Regions from separate parts of the Zea mays genome. Here region 2 is linked to region 1. The links are chromatin contacts, called in public Hi-C maps. All regions are on one chromosome and are shown on one strand. Each heading gives the region's core, a stretch centred on a gene start, on an enhancer-like site or on the middle of the called end of the contact. The rest is flanking DNA. Distances are from core to core; before and after follow the strand shown. Region 1 has its middle 14 kb from the start of LOC103632803. Region 2 holds the start of LOC100280178.

The links. Hi-C and Micro-C count contacts between places; a contact is called where the count stands out from the background.
Region 2: a contact with region 1 is called in a Hi-C map of ear, with 4 times the contacts expected there. The contact joins the promoter of LOC100280178 here to the enhancer-like site in region 1. A contact is called at or near these places in 2 of 25 Hi-C or Micro-C datasets (ear and tassel).

What each region holds. Positions count from the first base shown.
Region 1 is chr1:27,078,126-27,081,407 of Zm-B73-REFERENCE-NAM-5.0, reverse strand. No RefSeq gene overlaps it. Among protein-coding and RNA genes, the nearest start is that of LOC103632803, 14 kb to the right of the region's middle. Within about 2 kb of position 1,492, at least 14 of the 20 cell types and tissues checked have an H3K27ac peak or open chromatin away from gene starts, as enhancers often do. A contact at or near this core is called in ear and tassel, where this site is marked.
Region 2 is chr1:27,253,800-27,257,081 of Zm-B73-REFERENCE-NAM-5.0, reverse strand. LOC100280178 reads left to right here and starts at 1,569. Exons shown (of 2, transcript NM_001153110.1): 1 at 1,569-2,404; 2 at 2,485-3,282. The coding sequence starts at 1,570.

The sequences.
Region 1 (3,282 bases), core at 243-2,742:
TGGTGTTTTGTTCCGAGACCGTTTGAAAAATTCAAGTTTTGAATTCAAATATAGTTTTGCATGATGACTATAGAGTTTCATAATTTTTCAAGACCTACAACTTTCATTTTGGTGGTGTTTTGTTCCGAGACCGTTTGAAAAATTCAAGTTTTGAATTCAAATATAATTTTGCATGATCAAATGATTTCAAATCAAAAAGTTGTCGACTATAGAGTTTCACAACTTTTCAAGACCTACAACTTTCATTTTGGTGGTGTTTTGTTCCGTGGCCGTTTGAAAAAAATCAAGTTTTGAATTCAAATATAGTTTTGCATGATCAAATGATTTCAAATTCAAACGTTGTCGACTATAGAGTTTCATAACTTTTCAAGACCTACAACTTTCATTTTGGTGGTTTTTTGTTCAGAGGTCGTTTGAAAAATTCAAATTTTGAATTCGAATATAGTTTTGCATGATCAAATGATTTCAAATCAAAAAAGTTGTCGACTATAGAGTTTCATAACGTTTCAAGACCTACAACTTTCATTTTGGTGGTTTTTCCATCCGAGGTTGTTTGGAAATTTCAAATTTTAAAAATGCAAACATAGTTTTCTTTGACAAGATAACTTCAAATCAAAAAGTTCCATACTACAAGACTCTATAACTTCTCAAGATCTACAAAGTTTATTTTGTTTGTTTGATCATTTACTCATCCAACATGGTGGTTCTAACATTATTCACAAACCTTATACATCGATCTCTCTTGTAGTTTCATAAACTACAAGAGGGGTATGTAAGTGCTTGTGAATAAATTTATTTATACTTTATCATATGAAGAAATGACTAAAATAAAAATTTACATCTTGATGAGCTATAGTACATCTTTGTAGTTAAAACATTTTTCATTTAAAGTAATGTACTGCTTCAAAATATGATTTGAAAATTGTCTTCACCTAGTGTAAAAAGAAAATACTTGGTAAAGAATTTCTTTACCAAATGTAAAAAATAAAACGTTTGGCAAAGAAGCTTGCCAAGTATAAAAAAACATTCAGCAAAAAAAAACTCTTCGTCGAGTTTTCGAAAAAATCGCTCGGCCGTTTTTTTCGAATGCTGAAAAGAAAAACACTCGACCGAGACTTGTTTTGCGGTAGTTGTGGATTCTGCCGGGGGGTCAACATTATTTGAATCGCTGCGTGGCCTGCCTTAAAAGAAGTTCGGTAATCCCTTGAGTGAATAATAGAAAGCGAAAACTATCCAGAACCAACTACCCATAGCAGTTGCTATGGAGAAAAAAAAACGACGGGGTCCTCGTCACACGCGCATCGAGACGCGCTGGACATCCCGCAGTCGTCGCAATAGCCTGTGAGTAGCTAGGAATGTTCCAACCCTGTGAGTAGGATTACTGCACGAGAACACTGTTTCGAGGGTCACACTCACTCGGTACTCGGTAGTATACACACGATAGGTTGAGCTGCTGGTGCTAGCTGCGGGCAGTCCTACCAAACGTAGTCCATGGTCCATGGGGAGGCGATCAGATCGAGTCAGATCCAGACCAATGCAAGGTCCCCCACACGGGTCGCAATACCGCATGCAGCTCGCACTCGCACTTGCACTTGCTCTTGCTCTTGCAGCAGCTAGCAGCGAAACAAAAACCATGAAACTGAATTAGGTTCCTGCATCGCATGCAGGCTGCAGTAGTGCAGTTGCAGCTAGCGCCCTTGCTCTCTCTATCTTTTTTCACGAGGACCACTGGGGCACCGCACAGCATTAGTATAATTTACCGGGGCGGACCACCGCGGAATGTCGGGCGTGGGGGCCCACATGTCCGCACCCCCTACTACGTACCTCCCCTCACCAGCAGCCCTGCCTACTATTCCATGGGAGCGTCGACTAATAGGGTGTAGCCAAGTTCTCGACTTAGCTTGTCATAATGCAAAGCTAAGTAGCTAGCCTGCCTGCTGCTGCGTACTGTAACCGTATAATATATCTGCTTAACCGCTGTCATCAAGCATCAAAGATGCGCAGTGTAATGTAAGCACTAGACAAAGTCGTCCCAAAAGTTCGAGTATTTATATACTTGTGGATTCTAACGCGGGGTCAACCGTGTTTGAATCGCTGCGTGGACGTACGTGCTCCAACTCCAACATACATGCGGGCCGGGGCATGCAAGGATTCGGGCATCATTGACAATTATGCCTGGGCTCTGCTCTTTTTTACGATTGCCAAAAATGGCGGCATCTCGCCCTCTCTCGGCCCCATATGCGTGTGGGTGGGCGTGGGAACCTGCAGTAGTGCAGCTCCCCTCCACAAAGCCCAAAGTCATGACGACACGACCAGCTGCACGACGCCCAAGTGTGCGTACACGTAGTAGTAGCTAGCGCGCGTGGAACACCTCTGGCCCTTGCTTGTCTTGTTCGTTGTTCCTTCTCGCCCCGGCTATAGCGCGCTCCCATGCATGCATGCAGAGGCGTCCATTGGTCCTCAACCGCCGGCAGGGTCGAGTTCACTATGATGAGAGTTGAGAGCCGCCAAGCGCGGCCAACCTCACCATGTGCAGGAGGAGCAAGCACCGCAGTAGTATCTCTGCTGGGACTAGCCGCTAGTACGTAGTAGTAGGTCAGATTCAAAATTTTGAAACAAAAAAAAACAGCATGTGCTGTCTGCAGGTACCTACCTACAAGTGCTCGTCGTACGTACGTGCGTGAAAGTCCACGGTGCAAGCGATGAGCGCCGACGACCGGCACCAAACATGCATAATGCATGGTTGGTCGCCCTGGCCGTTGGATCGACACCTGTTTACTTGCACCTTTTTCATGCAGGCTCATCCGAATTCAAACACTACTATAGTCCACCAGTGACGCGCACAGGCACAGCACGTACACAACAAGACATAGATGCGGACTTTTGGCGTACGAACGTACGTGTGGTGTTCTTTTTCGTTATTGGGTTCTCAGTCACTAGTAGTGGTGACACAAGTCACTCCGAGTCCCATCACTTCATCAGACACGACGATCTGTGCCACTCCACTAGCCCAACAGCATGATTACGGCGGGCCGCCGGCTCGCTGCGTGGACGAGCGAGTGCGACGACGACGAAACCAATCATGCCACTAATCTTTGCCCGCGCGCGCGCGCGCTTCTTGTCCGTCGTCCACGTCTCCCCTCAGCGCTCAGTCAGATGAGCTGTACGCATGTACTAGCACTGTAGCCACACCACACGGCCCAAGGGTCCCGGTGCCCCCGGCTGTAGCCTGTAGGTGTAGCCACACAGTCGACGACGGACGGACGTGATCGAGGGCCGGAC
Region 2 (3,282 bases), core at 320-2,819, 180 kb before region 1:
GGCGGTCACCTCGGTTCTGCCGGAGGGCGCGCGTCAGGATAAAGGTGTTAGGCCACCTTTGCGTTAAATGCTCCTGCGACTCGGTCAGTCGGTGCGGCGATTTAGTCAGGGTTGCTTCTTAGCGAAGCCAAGGCCTTGGGCGAGCCGGAGATGTGTCCGCCGTAAAAAGGGGGGCCTCGGGCGAGACGGAAGTCCCTCGAGGTCGGCTACCCTTGTCCGAGGCTAGGCTCGGGCGAAGCGTGATCGAGTCACTCGTATGGACTGATTCCTGACTTAATCGCACCCATCAGGCCTTTGCAGCTTTATGCTGATGGGGGTTACCAGCTGAGAATTAGGCGTCTTGAGGGTACCCCTAATTATGGTCCCCGACAGGGGAAAAGAAGATGTTCACTTTAAACATCCTTTCTTACCCATTTTTTCTGATTTCCATCATCCGGGGTGCTTTGTTGAAGTCCATCTACCTGCAATGTGACTTAACTTACCATGGAGTCTGCAAAACAACAGTTAGTCACAATAATCTTATGTTGTCATCAATCACTAAAACTAACCAGGAGCCTAGATGCTTTCAAGAGAGAAGACGAGGACACACAATTGCTGCAGTATTGATGGTGTGACAAGTAGGGAGGGTGACGTCCGAGCCGATGGAGGGGAGCTACACGCGGATCAAAGTCGAGGTAGAAGAGAGAGAAACGAGAGATAAGAGGAAGACGATGAGATGTGGTGCCAAAATATATGACATCAAAATCAGCATCACATGCACCAACCTCGGTATCATACATCATATCTTCGACCTTGACGACGCAGATCTTGACATCAAAGTCCCAATAGGTCACGACAACTATGGCTCCCATGTCATATACCCTGGCTCCATAACTATGACACCAAGGCGTGTAATTTTGGTATCATAGATTATTACGTTGGCTATAGGTTTAAGACTATCTGCACTGAGTTACAGGAGGGCTTTTGGTAACACATGATACATGAGCGGTAGCTTAAAAGATGCCCACAACATTGTACGCAATATGTCACGACACAGTATCCTGTCAAATATAGTGCATGTAAATCGTTCAAATGCTAGTATTGCCCATAGAAAAAAATCATGTGTTATATAGAGAAAAAATATAGCAGTGGGATTGAAATGGGATTGGAATGAATAGATATGTAGTAGTTGATATAGAGGAAATATATAGAGAGAGATATGAGTGTGGATGATTGTAATATAGAGTAATGAATCTTGATGACTAGACTAAAAATATTGAAAAGGTATTAAGTAACATGTGCTGCGGATAGCTTAAAGATCGAATTAGTTACAAGTGGGCAGACATGATTTTTTTAGAAGAATAGCAAAAATAAAAAGAATTCCAGAATAACAGTACTCTTTACTTGGGATCCACATGTTACGGATAGCGCAAACGACCACTCACTCCGAGAGGAGTAACAAACATGCTCAAGAAAGTCAAAACCAGATCTGGAGTTCTGCACCGCACCCTCTCACTCATCGACCCCCGCCGTAGTAGATGGCTAGATGCCAAAATCCCAAATCCCTTGTGAACCTCCTAAACCTAAGCGATGGCGGTGGCGGCATCGCCGTATTTCCTCTTGCTCTTCCTCTTCCATTCATTAGCTGCACTCGCCTCCCTCGCGCCACCGCCTTCTCAGCCACCACCGCCGCGGGTGCCTCAGAAAGTGCAGGTGTGGCCCAAGCCGGTGTCCATCTCGTGGCCGTTGCCGGCATACGCGCCGATCTCCCCGTCGTTCAACATCCGCGCCTCGCCGTCGCACCCGTCGCTCCGTCACGCCATCGCGTACTACACCCGCCTCATCCGCACCGAGCGGTACACGCCGATTATGCCCCCCGTCAACTACACCGTCTCGGGCGTCCCCATCCGCCTGCTCGCGCTCTCCGTCTCCGATCCCGACGTCCCGCTCGGCCCCGGCGTCGACGAGTCCTACACGCTCTCCGTGCCACCCAATTCCAGCTCCGCTGACATCTCTGCCGCCACTCCCTGGGGCATCATCCGCGGTCTCGAGACCTTCTCCCAGCTCGCCTGGAGCAGCGGCGCCGCCGACGCGAGCGGCCAGCCGATCGTCCCCAGCGAGATAGAAATCTCCGACCACCCCCTATTCACCCACCGCGGGATCCTCCTCGACACCGCACGGAACTACTACCCCGTCCGTGACATCCTCCGCACCATCCGCGCCATGGCCTCCAACAAGCTCAATGTATTCCACTGGCACATCACCGACTCCCAGTCCTTCCCCATCGTCCTCCCCTCGGTCCCCAATCTCGCCAACTTCGGCTCCTACTCCCCCGTCATGCGCTACACCGACCAGGACGTCCGCCGCATCGTCCGATACGCCGGGGCCTTTGGCATCCGCGTCATCCCTGAAATCGACATGCCCGGTGAGTGAGAGCTGATTCCAAAGTACTGTACTGGATCCTGCACTTTTCTACGGTTGCAATCTTCAATGCAAAGACTTCAGGGCACACGGGGTCGTGGGCGGGCGCGTACCCGGAGATCGTGACGTGCGCGAACAAGTTCTGGGCGCCGACGGCGAAGCCGGCGCTGGCAGCGGAGCCCTGCACGGGGCAGCTGAACCCGCTGAACCCCAAGACGTACCGCGTGGCGGAGGACGTGCTGCGCGACCTGGCGGCCTTGTTCCCGGACCCGTACCTCCACGCGGGCGCCGACGAGGTGAACACGGCGTGCTGGGAGGACGACCCCGTGGTGCGGGGCTTCCTGGCGGACGGCGGCTCCCACGACCGCCTGCTGGAGCTGTTCGTGAACGCGACGCGGCCGTTCCTAGTCCACGAGCTGAACCGCACGTCGGTGTACTGGGAGGACGTCCTCCTGGGGCCCAAGGTGTCGGTCGGGCAGACGGTGCTGCCCCACGACACCACCGTGCTGCAGACGTGGAACAACGGCGCCGAGAACACCAAGCGCATCGTGGCGGCCGGGTACCGCGCCATCGTGTCCTCCGCGTCCTACTACTACCTGGACTGCGGGCACGGCGGCTGGGTGGGCAACGACAGCCGGTACGACGTGCAGGAGAAGGAGCACGATGGCATGCCGCTGTTCAACGACCCCGGCGGCACGGGCGGGTCGTGGTGCGCGCCCTTCAAGACGTGGCAGCGCATCTACGACTACGACATCTTGCACGGGCTGACGGAGGACGAGGCGAGGCGGGTGCTGGGCGGCGAGGTGGCGCTGTGGTCGGAGCAGTCGGACGCCGCGGTGCTGGACGGCAGGCTCTGGCCCAGGGCCTCCGCCGCCGCGGAGA